3 separate regions of the Mus musculus genome follow, and regions 1 and 3 are each linked to region 2. Evidence: chromatin contacts called from public HiChIP or PLAC-seq data. All regions are on one chromosome and are shown on one strand. Each heading gives the region's core, a stretch centred on a gene start, on an enhancer-like site or on the middle of the called end of the contact. The rest is flanking DNA. Distances are from core to core; before and after follow the strand shown. Region 1 has its middle 140 kb from the start of Il3ra. Region 2 has its middle 18 kb from the start of Slc4a7. Region 3 has its middle 180 kb from the start of Slc4a7.

Region 1 (2,700 bases), core at 130-2,629, 200 kb before region 2:
TACTTATCTGGAGGTAGGCTATTTGGTCCATGAGAAGTAGATCTGAGTAGGTTTCCTGTAGCTTATAAGTTTATAAGAGAGATAACAGCATGAGTTAACCACATGAACAGTCTTTAAGATGAACCTTTTCTGGAGCACAAGGAACAAGATTATAAGTTGGATCATATAGTGGAATGTTTTATTAGAGTTAGGCAAATTTGTAGGAACTCAGATATTAGAACAGTGGCATAGCAAGAAGAGGAAATATGAAGCGTTAAATTAATGGAAACAGAGTTTAGGTAAGGAAATAGCTGTCTATCTGTCAATGTAGTCAGAAGTTTGAGAAAGAATAAACAATAATTTAGCAGTTATATTATTTTAAAAATGACAGAGTCCACTAGCCAATGGCCTCAATGGCAGCTTGTGCAGTCAGTCAGAAGTTAATGACAGTAGTAAAAATCATATTAAGACAGGATAGAAATGAAAACTCTAGGTAACTTTAGCAAAGAGGCATATGGTTAGAACCAGTATAAGAGAGCTGGCAACAGTGACATAAAATTGTGGTGAAAGAAAATGAGTTGTCCAGGCAGATTTAAGCCTGTGACATAAACTGAACCTGCAGGGAGCATGAATAGGTAAGCGCTTTGGCCTTTTGTTTATTTACCAGACTGCTGGCAGTATGTGTGAAGATCCCTTAAAATATGTTTAAGAACACTTTAGCGTCCATTGGGTGACAGCGGATGGGGGTGTCACTGAACCTTTCATACCAGGGTCCCAAGTAAAGAACTCAGTAACGGGTCAGTATACAGTCAAACTAGAAATTCAGGTCATATGAATAACTAGAGACTTCAGCGACGGGCAATTTCCTGGAAATTGTTAGAAAGCAATTTAACCTGGTACCAGGATTTTCCGGCCAGCTGCAAGAGCCAAAAGTGTTTATGAATTGCCTTCGAGAAGGAAGTCACCCAAAGGTCCGATGTCCTAACTTGTAGGTCAGCCAGGAGGCTGCTCTTAAGAACTGGGGCATTGAAAGTCATCACCTTAGCCCACAGGAGGCTGGCCAGGAGCTATCTGGGCACATAGGATCCCTCCCACCAACTGGAGAAACTCCTTATCAATCAATATGCCGGTGTGTGTTTTCAGACTTCTGCAGTCTGGTAGCAGAAAATGTGTAACTGAATGGTTGGTTTGGGCTCGGCTGATTGGCATAACCCACATGGCAGAGGCTGGGAACTGAATGGCAGCAGCTCCTGTGGGAGCTCCCTCGTGCACATGAGCGCAGGAGAAGGTTGTGCCACTGTGGGGTGGAACTTCCTACCAGCAGCTGGGAGTCACAGCCCACGGTGTTAGGGGAAAATAAGGACCCAAAGTAGCATAGAGAGGCCAGGACCAGCAGAGCATAAACAGGCTGAGGGAACCAAGCATGGACAGTCCCAGGCGAGACAGACTCCAAGCAGAAAGCCAAGGAGTTGGGGAGGTCAGCAAACAGGGTCCGTGGCAGAGGCAGGCAAATTTGTTTTACAGGCAAACCATCTAAACTAGCAGGCTGCAAGTGAGAGAGGGAGAAGGGGAAAGGCTCAGCTATATAGCAGACTGGCCCAAGGGCGAGACAGATGGGGGGTTTACAGACCTAGTCTTGAATTCTCAGCCTCAAGAAAGAGGAAAGGGAAATGTCACCCAAGGGAAAACACAGGGGTAGCTCTGAGATCAAGAAATCTTCTCTGGGACCATCCAGATGGTCACTCTGACCAGTGGAAGTGGGGGCTTACCAGATCTGGGCTAGCAAGCATGTGGCTGAGATGGGATGCAAACCTGCAGAGTTTTTGGATCTGAATCACAGCACCAATGTTGTGATTATAAAAAGAGAAAGAGCTATATGAATATGTTCTTGTGGAGTGTGGGAGAAGTGGGTACCTCGGCGGGCCCATGCCAAGGCAGCTCTTCCCCCTGAGAGACCAGACCCACACCGTTATAGTATAGAATAGAGTTTATTCAGGGCAAGGGGAGAGGAATTCAGAGAGTAGTAGAGACAAAGAAAGGCAGAGATAGGGAGAGTACAGGAGGCCTGCCTTGCCACGTGGAGAGAGGGAGGAAGAGAGGTGGAGCAAGGGGGCAAGAGACAAGAGAAAGGCAAGAGCATAAGAGAGAGAAGAGGGGCCAAGCAGCCCTTTTATACTGGGTCAAGCCTACCTGGCTGCTGCCAGGAACTGTGGGGGTAGAGTTTAGACAGAATTCCAACAGAGCAAGATCTTTTTAACTTGATTATACAGTGTATATAGCTCTTGAGATATATTATTGGGTACTGTATTGATGTTTATAATTTTTCTACTTGTGTACCAGTTAAAATTCTTTATTGAAAAAAATAATAATGGGCAGGGCAGATACTTACCATTATGAATCTCTACTTTGCCCTTTCCCTGGTGCCTGGGCATGAAAGCATGATAAAGCAGAGGTCAGAGAGTTGAAGGTGCCTGAAGAAGTAAGCCAGGGCCTGAGTCATTCTCATTTGCTATTAAAATACTCATTTGCCTCTGGCCTGTTCCTTTCAACTCCTCTGCAGTTGATCTCAGGGTCTGTGCCTGTGTCTCTGCTCTAACATGTATTCATGATACAGCAGAAATATACTAATGATAATACAGCAAAAGAAATTGGCAGCACATACTCCAGTTTTTGTAAATTACTCAGCCTGCCTCACTTTGTCCTCAGTATGAATCCCCAGTT
Region 2 (2,700 bases), core at 195-2,694:
TTTGTATTCATTTGTTTTGACTGGGTTTGCAAAAAGTTAGTAGGAATTAATTTCATATAAATCCACCAAGGATGACCATGAGCATGTAATGAGACTTGCAGCCCGTGGTAATTAGGATTCTCTTGTGAGACTATGCCGGGGCCTAGCAAACACAGAAGTGGATGTTCACAGTCAGCTAATGGATGGATCACAGGGCTCCCAATGGAGGAGCTAGAGAAAGTACCCAAGGAGCTAAAGGGATCTGCAACCCTATAGGTGGAACAACAATATGAACTAACCAGTACCCCGGAGCTCTTGACTCTAGCTGCATATGTATCAAAAGATGGCTTAGTCGGCCATCACTGGAAACAGAGGCTCATTGGACATGCAAACTTTATATGCCCCAGTACAGGGGAACGCCAGGGCCAAAAAGGGGGAGTGGGTGGGTAGGGGAGTGGGGGTGGGTGGGTATGGGGGACTTTTGGTATAGCATTGGAAATGTAAATGAGCTAAATACCTAATAAAAAAATCGAAAAAAAAAAAGGATTCTAGTGTGTTTGAGGTTCTCGATTTGTTTCCATCACTGTGAAGGTGAGGAAAGAATGCATTGCCATAGAGGTCATGATAGGGTGCTTTAAGTATGCTAAGCTTTGAAACTGTCATACAAGGCAGGTATTGTGGTTCACAGGGGCAATCTTAGCCCTGAGCAGACATAAGCACACCACACTTTTGAGGCCAGTCTGGTCTACACGATGACTCCTAGGCTGTCGAGGGCCTCATGGAAAGATCCTGTCTCAATGAAACAATATCAATAGATTTAAAAAGTTTCCTTTCAATTTTTTTCATACCTAAATAAGTTTAAAATATAGGGGCTGAAGAGATGGCTTAGTTGGTAGAGTGTTTAGCATGCCTGCATTAGGATCTGCTGGGTCCCAGAATCCATGGACAAAAGCTGAGCATTGTGGTAAAAGTCTACAATCTCAGTGCTGGGAAGGTGGAAATAGGATCCCTGGAGTGTCCTGGCCAGACAGCATAGCTGAATCAGTCATTTCCAGGTTCTGTCCAAAGAAAATAAAGGTGAATAATTAGTCATTGAGGGAATGACATTGGCCTCTAGCTTCCAAATGTAAGACACACACACACACACACACACAAGAGAGAGAGAGAGAGAGAGAGAGAGAGAGAGAGAGAGAGAGAGACAGAGACAGAGAGACAGAGACAGAGACAGAGAGACAGAGAGAGGTGAAATGTTTCAGTCCAAAAAAATCTTCACAATTATTTGTACTTAAAAGGCATCATAATCTTTCAATTATGAGATGAGTGTAAATGGCACTTTATTATTTAAAAAAAAGTAATAAAAAATTCAAGAAACACCCGTGAATTTCCTTTCCTACTTGAGGGGCCGTTACATTTATTTTGTGTGTCAAGCAAATACATATGTATTTTATTTCTCTCCTAAGTTTTTGTTAGTAAAATAGACAAATATGCATGGTATCTCTTGATTTTTATGACACCATTTTTATATACGACTTGAAGAGAGACATAGCTGACAGCTATGTATGTGGGGGTCAAAGCTAGCACCTCATACATGCTAAGCAAATACAGCATAAACTCTACCACTGAGCAATAGCTACAGCCGAAGATGAAAACACTTTTATTTTCATTTCCTCTTTTTTCTCCCTTTCTGTGCAATGCCAGGATAGAGCCCTGGGCCTCGAAACCACTCAGCAGGAGCTGTACCACCAAGCCTCAGTCTCAGCACGTTCTACCTGTCTTGGTCCTTTCATTTTATTTAGAAGTTCTAGGAACATTCCTGGAATCCAGACTCAGATTTTTCTGCAGAAGTTCCATGGTTTGAACTCTCAGAAGCAGCACTGTGACAAGGAAGGACATTGCTGCTGTGCAGGACAGCCCTTCAGACTGAGGCAGGGCCCAGGCCTCTGGAGTTACTGCAGTCCCCTGGAAATTCTGTGATCTTTATCAAGGTGGCTTTCTCCAACTCCAGACAGTTTCTGGAAAGGATGCGAATTATGAACTATCAGGCAAAGAAGAGTTCATTAATCTGTGAGGAACTAAAAAAAAAGTATTAACATTCACTTTGTCACTCAGAAAAAAAAGGAGAAATAAACAAAAAAATTACAGAAAAAAAAACATTGTAGTAAGGAAAAAGTACAGAATAAAATGAAAATTAACTAAAACTAAAACATAGTGGTATGGTGCCATAGTCACACCACTCTGGGGACCAACTGGAAGTTAGTCTGTGTAATAAGATCCTGTCTCAAAAAAATCAGTTTTGTTTCTTAATCCTGGGCCACAGTTCATATTGTGTATTCTAATTGAATATAGAGATTAGAGGAGCCAAGGTCACTGCTACCACGATTAACTACGAAAAACACCTGTGAGCAGTGACTCAGAGGTGGAACCTTCAAAATGCATTAAAAATGATTGGAGACTCATTCTTTAAAACTGTTTACAGCAGAGCTCATCCATTCAGCTGAACAAGTCAAGAGCATAGAGAAGCTGTAAAAAGAATTCAGATGCTGTGAAATTACTACATTTAACAAATCTGAGTCTTGGCTTATTATTGCATTTCTAAAAGTGAAAAAAAGCTTGTGGGGGTAAGGAGAGAGAGAGAGAGAGAGAGAGGGAGGGAGGGAGGGAGGGAGGGAGGGAGGGAGGGAGGGAGGGAGAGAGAGAGAGAGAGAGAGAGAGAGAGAGAGA
Region 3 (2,798 bases), core at 153-2,652, 160 kb before region 2:
ATTAATTCTGTACTGGCAGAGAGATAAACTCCAACAAATTAGGGTATTGTCATTTCTATGGCCAGTCACTGACCTTATATTTGATTTGTAAATACATGTCCTTCCACACCTATTCAGATACTTGAAAGTCAGACAATCTAGTTATATAAGACACAGTATCACTGCTGATTGGCTGTAATAAATATCTGAAAACCAATAGTTGGGCAGGTAGTTGTGGCAGAAAGAGAGAGAGTCAGAGAGAGAGAAAGAGAGATGCTGAGATAAGAAAAGAGAAGTAAGAGATTCAGGGAGTGGACATGGAGGGCAACAGATGGACCAGAGAGGAGCAGAGAAAATGTATAGAGCTAACTACTGGCAGGTCATGAGCAAGAGAGTCAGGTTAAGTTATATGAGAGAGCTTGGAGACTGCCCAAGTAAAAGACCTAAACTTCAAATTATAACCGAAGCGGTATCATTATTTATACCTCTGGCAGGTCCAAGAATGTCTTGCTATAAAAAAGTTTCTTGATTTATTACTTTTTTGGGCTGTTATTATTAAAATATCATGAAACTTTTACCACAATAGAATATGGAGTTTAGGTGTCATGGTTTGTTTTCAGTTTGCTGTGATTAAAACACTGACCACAAGCACCTCCAGGGGGGAAAGGTAATTTGGCTTACAAGTTAGCATTGATTTTCAAGGGAATCCAACGCAGGAGTCTGGAGGCACCAGCTGAATCCAGGGCCCACAAAAGAATGAGGGTTACTGATTTGATTCCTGTCTCTGCTCAAACATCTTCCTTATATGATGCAGGATCCCCTTCCCAGAGATGCCAACCACTCACACTGGGCTGGATTCTTCTCTGTCAATTAGCAATCAATAAAATGACCTATGTAGGTCACTATGGTTGAGACAATTTCTTAATTGAGGTTCCCTTCTCATATGCATGTCAAGGTGACAACCAAAAGCAAGTGTCACTCTAGAGTACCCTGAATCTGTGTCCTTGTCAATCATCACCCTGGAGTAACCTGAATTTTTGTCCCCAGTGAAACATACCACACTGGAGTAACCTTTACCTATGTCCTCAGTCAAATATCACCTTGGGAGAACCTGAATCTGTGTCCCCAATCATTCATATCTAGATGACTCTAGAATAAACCATTTCTTGTCTACTTTAATGTGAGAACTGTGGCTTTTCATTTTGTCAGAAACATCCTTGCTGATTTCAATATGTAGCCAAGTTTGGGAGTCAGTACTAAAAGAGCCCCTGGTATTGTGAGGTATCCACCAGAAAAGATCACTCAGACATGAGTTCAAGCCAATAGGAAGTCTTTATTAGCTGGCCAGCAACTACACTGGGTGTTTGGGACCTGAACCTTCCTCAGGGTGGGCTTTTAAGCACAAAAACCACATCCTGGGTTGACACGCCTCAGTCATTAAGAACGGTTAGCCAGAAGCAGAACTACAGAAACCGAAAAGTAAAGTTAGTACATTTATGGACTTTCACAGCAATATCGACTTTGATGGATTGGGTTTTGTTCTCATTTTGGCAGGTGTTTCTGCCTGTGTGCTGGTTTCCAAGGCTCAAATGCACAATTTTCATCAGTTGTACTAAGGTTTGGGGATATGATACACTGAAAATATGGTGTGGAGACTTAGACCGAAGGTCTATGCTCCATATGTAACTAGAGAGAGGTCAATTTACCTGAAGTGAAGAAAAGGGATGAAATAAATTGTAACCTTGATAGAACACAAACATGTAAGGTAATGTGTTTCTCAGAGTCCCTACCTCTGCTTTAAGAACATCACAAACACATCTCAGAATGAAGATCTTAAATAACCAACTGATCTGTTATGGATCAGCTAGCTACTTTCAGTTTCCCTAGTAACACCATTTTTTTAAGAAAGAAAAGCATCCCAATTGCCCTCCTTGGAATTTAAAATGCTATCCAAAAGGGAGGTGAGTGAAAATATCAGTTTTATTGGGGTTAATTAAGGAATAATTGCTTCTGAGTAAAAAAGATTAGGTTCTGTGTTCTACCTCTGATTCTGTGTCCCCAAGTAGACATGGCACTCTAAGTTTTCATCAACAGTACATCCTGGTGTCTCCTCCCTTAAGAGTTAATACAGCTGCCCCTATCAATCTCCTGATTGAGAGACCCAGGAAAGCTGATATTCCTGAAGACACCTTAATGAGACAGGAGAAATAGTTATTCCCTTAAAATCATACACTTCTGTGGGTCCTCCCTTGAGGCACTTACTTGAAAGATCTTCACTGGTAAGCCTGCCTGCTGTTCTGAATTCTAACTCAAAAGGCAAATTTTCTTTCCCTTCCTTTGTACCTCTTCTAGGGATACCACCCCAAATCTTCATCAGGTTTTCCCTATATACTCTCTACTCTTTCTTTGCTGGACAAACCTGTTTTCTTGGAGTCTAACTCAAAAGACATGAACTGCTACATCTTCTTCTTCTCTATCTCCCTCCTCTGGCAGCTGTCTAGTCTGAGAGCCACAAGGCTCCATGGTTTCTCTCCCAAGCTCTTGTACAACGGTCCTCCAGCTTTCTTCTGAGTCTTTTTATAAATGCTTTTATCAACAAGATAGCCAGGCAGTGGTGGTGCACGCCTTTCATCCCAGCACTTGGGAGGCAGAGGCAGGAGGATTTCTCAATTTGAGGCCAGCTTGGTCTAAAGAGTGAGTTCCATGACAGCCAGAGCTACACAGAGAAACCTAAACAGAGAGAAACAACAACAACAACAAACAAGATAAAGAATCCACAAAGAGAGCTTTGGTTCTCTGGTAACAAATTTTGGTGAAGC

The links. HiChIP or PLAC-seq counts read pairs in DNA pulled down with a chosen protein or histone mark.
Region 1: a contact with region 2 is called in an SMC1A HiChIP or PLAC-seq map of large pre-B cells, with 2.9 times the contacts expected there. The contact joins two enhancer-like sites. A contact is called at or near these places in 2 of 15 datasets of contacts at CTCF or cohesin (large pre-B cells and pro-B cells), 1 of 484 Hi-C or Micro-C datasets (pancreatic cancer cells) and 3 of 115 datasets of contacts at active chromatin or transcription factors (the 230-238 cell line and large pre-B cells).
Region 3: a contact with region 2 is called in an H3K4me3 HiChIP or PLAC-seq map of the 230-238 cell line, with 15 read pairs. The contact joins two enhancer-like sites. A contact is called at or near these places in 3 of 115 datasets of contacts at active chromatin or transcription factors (the 230-238 cell line and large pre-B cells).

What each region holds. Positions count from the first base shown.
Region 1 is chr14:14,488,237-14,490,936 of GRCm38.p6, forward strand. No RefSeq gene overlaps it. Among named protein-coding and RNA genes, the nearest start is that of Il3ra, 140 kb to the left of the region's middle. Within about 2 kb of position 1,380, at least 4 of the 459 cell types and tissues checked have an H3K27ac peak or open chromatin away from gene starts, as enhancers often do. A contact at or near this core is called in pro-B cells, where this site is marked.
Region 2 is chr14:14,683,282-14,685,981 of GRCm38.p6, forward strand. No RefSeq gene overlaps it. Among named protein-coding and RNA genes, the nearest start is that of Slc4a7, 18 kb to the right of the region's middle. Within about 2 kb of position 1,445, at least 59 of the 459 cell types and tissues checked have an H3K27ac peak or open chromatin away from gene starts, as enhancers often do. A contact at or near this core is called in the 230-238 cell line and pro-B cells, where this site is marked.
Region 3 is chr14:14,524,034-14,526,831 of GRCm38.p6, forward strand. No RefSeq gene overlaps it. Among named protein-coding and RNA genes, the nearest start is that of Slc4a7, 180 kb to the right of the region's middle. Within about 2 kb of position 1,403, at least 15 of the 459 cell types and tissues checked have an H3K27ac peak or open chromatin away from gene starts, as enhancers often do. A contact at or near this core is called in the 230-238 cell line, where this site is marked.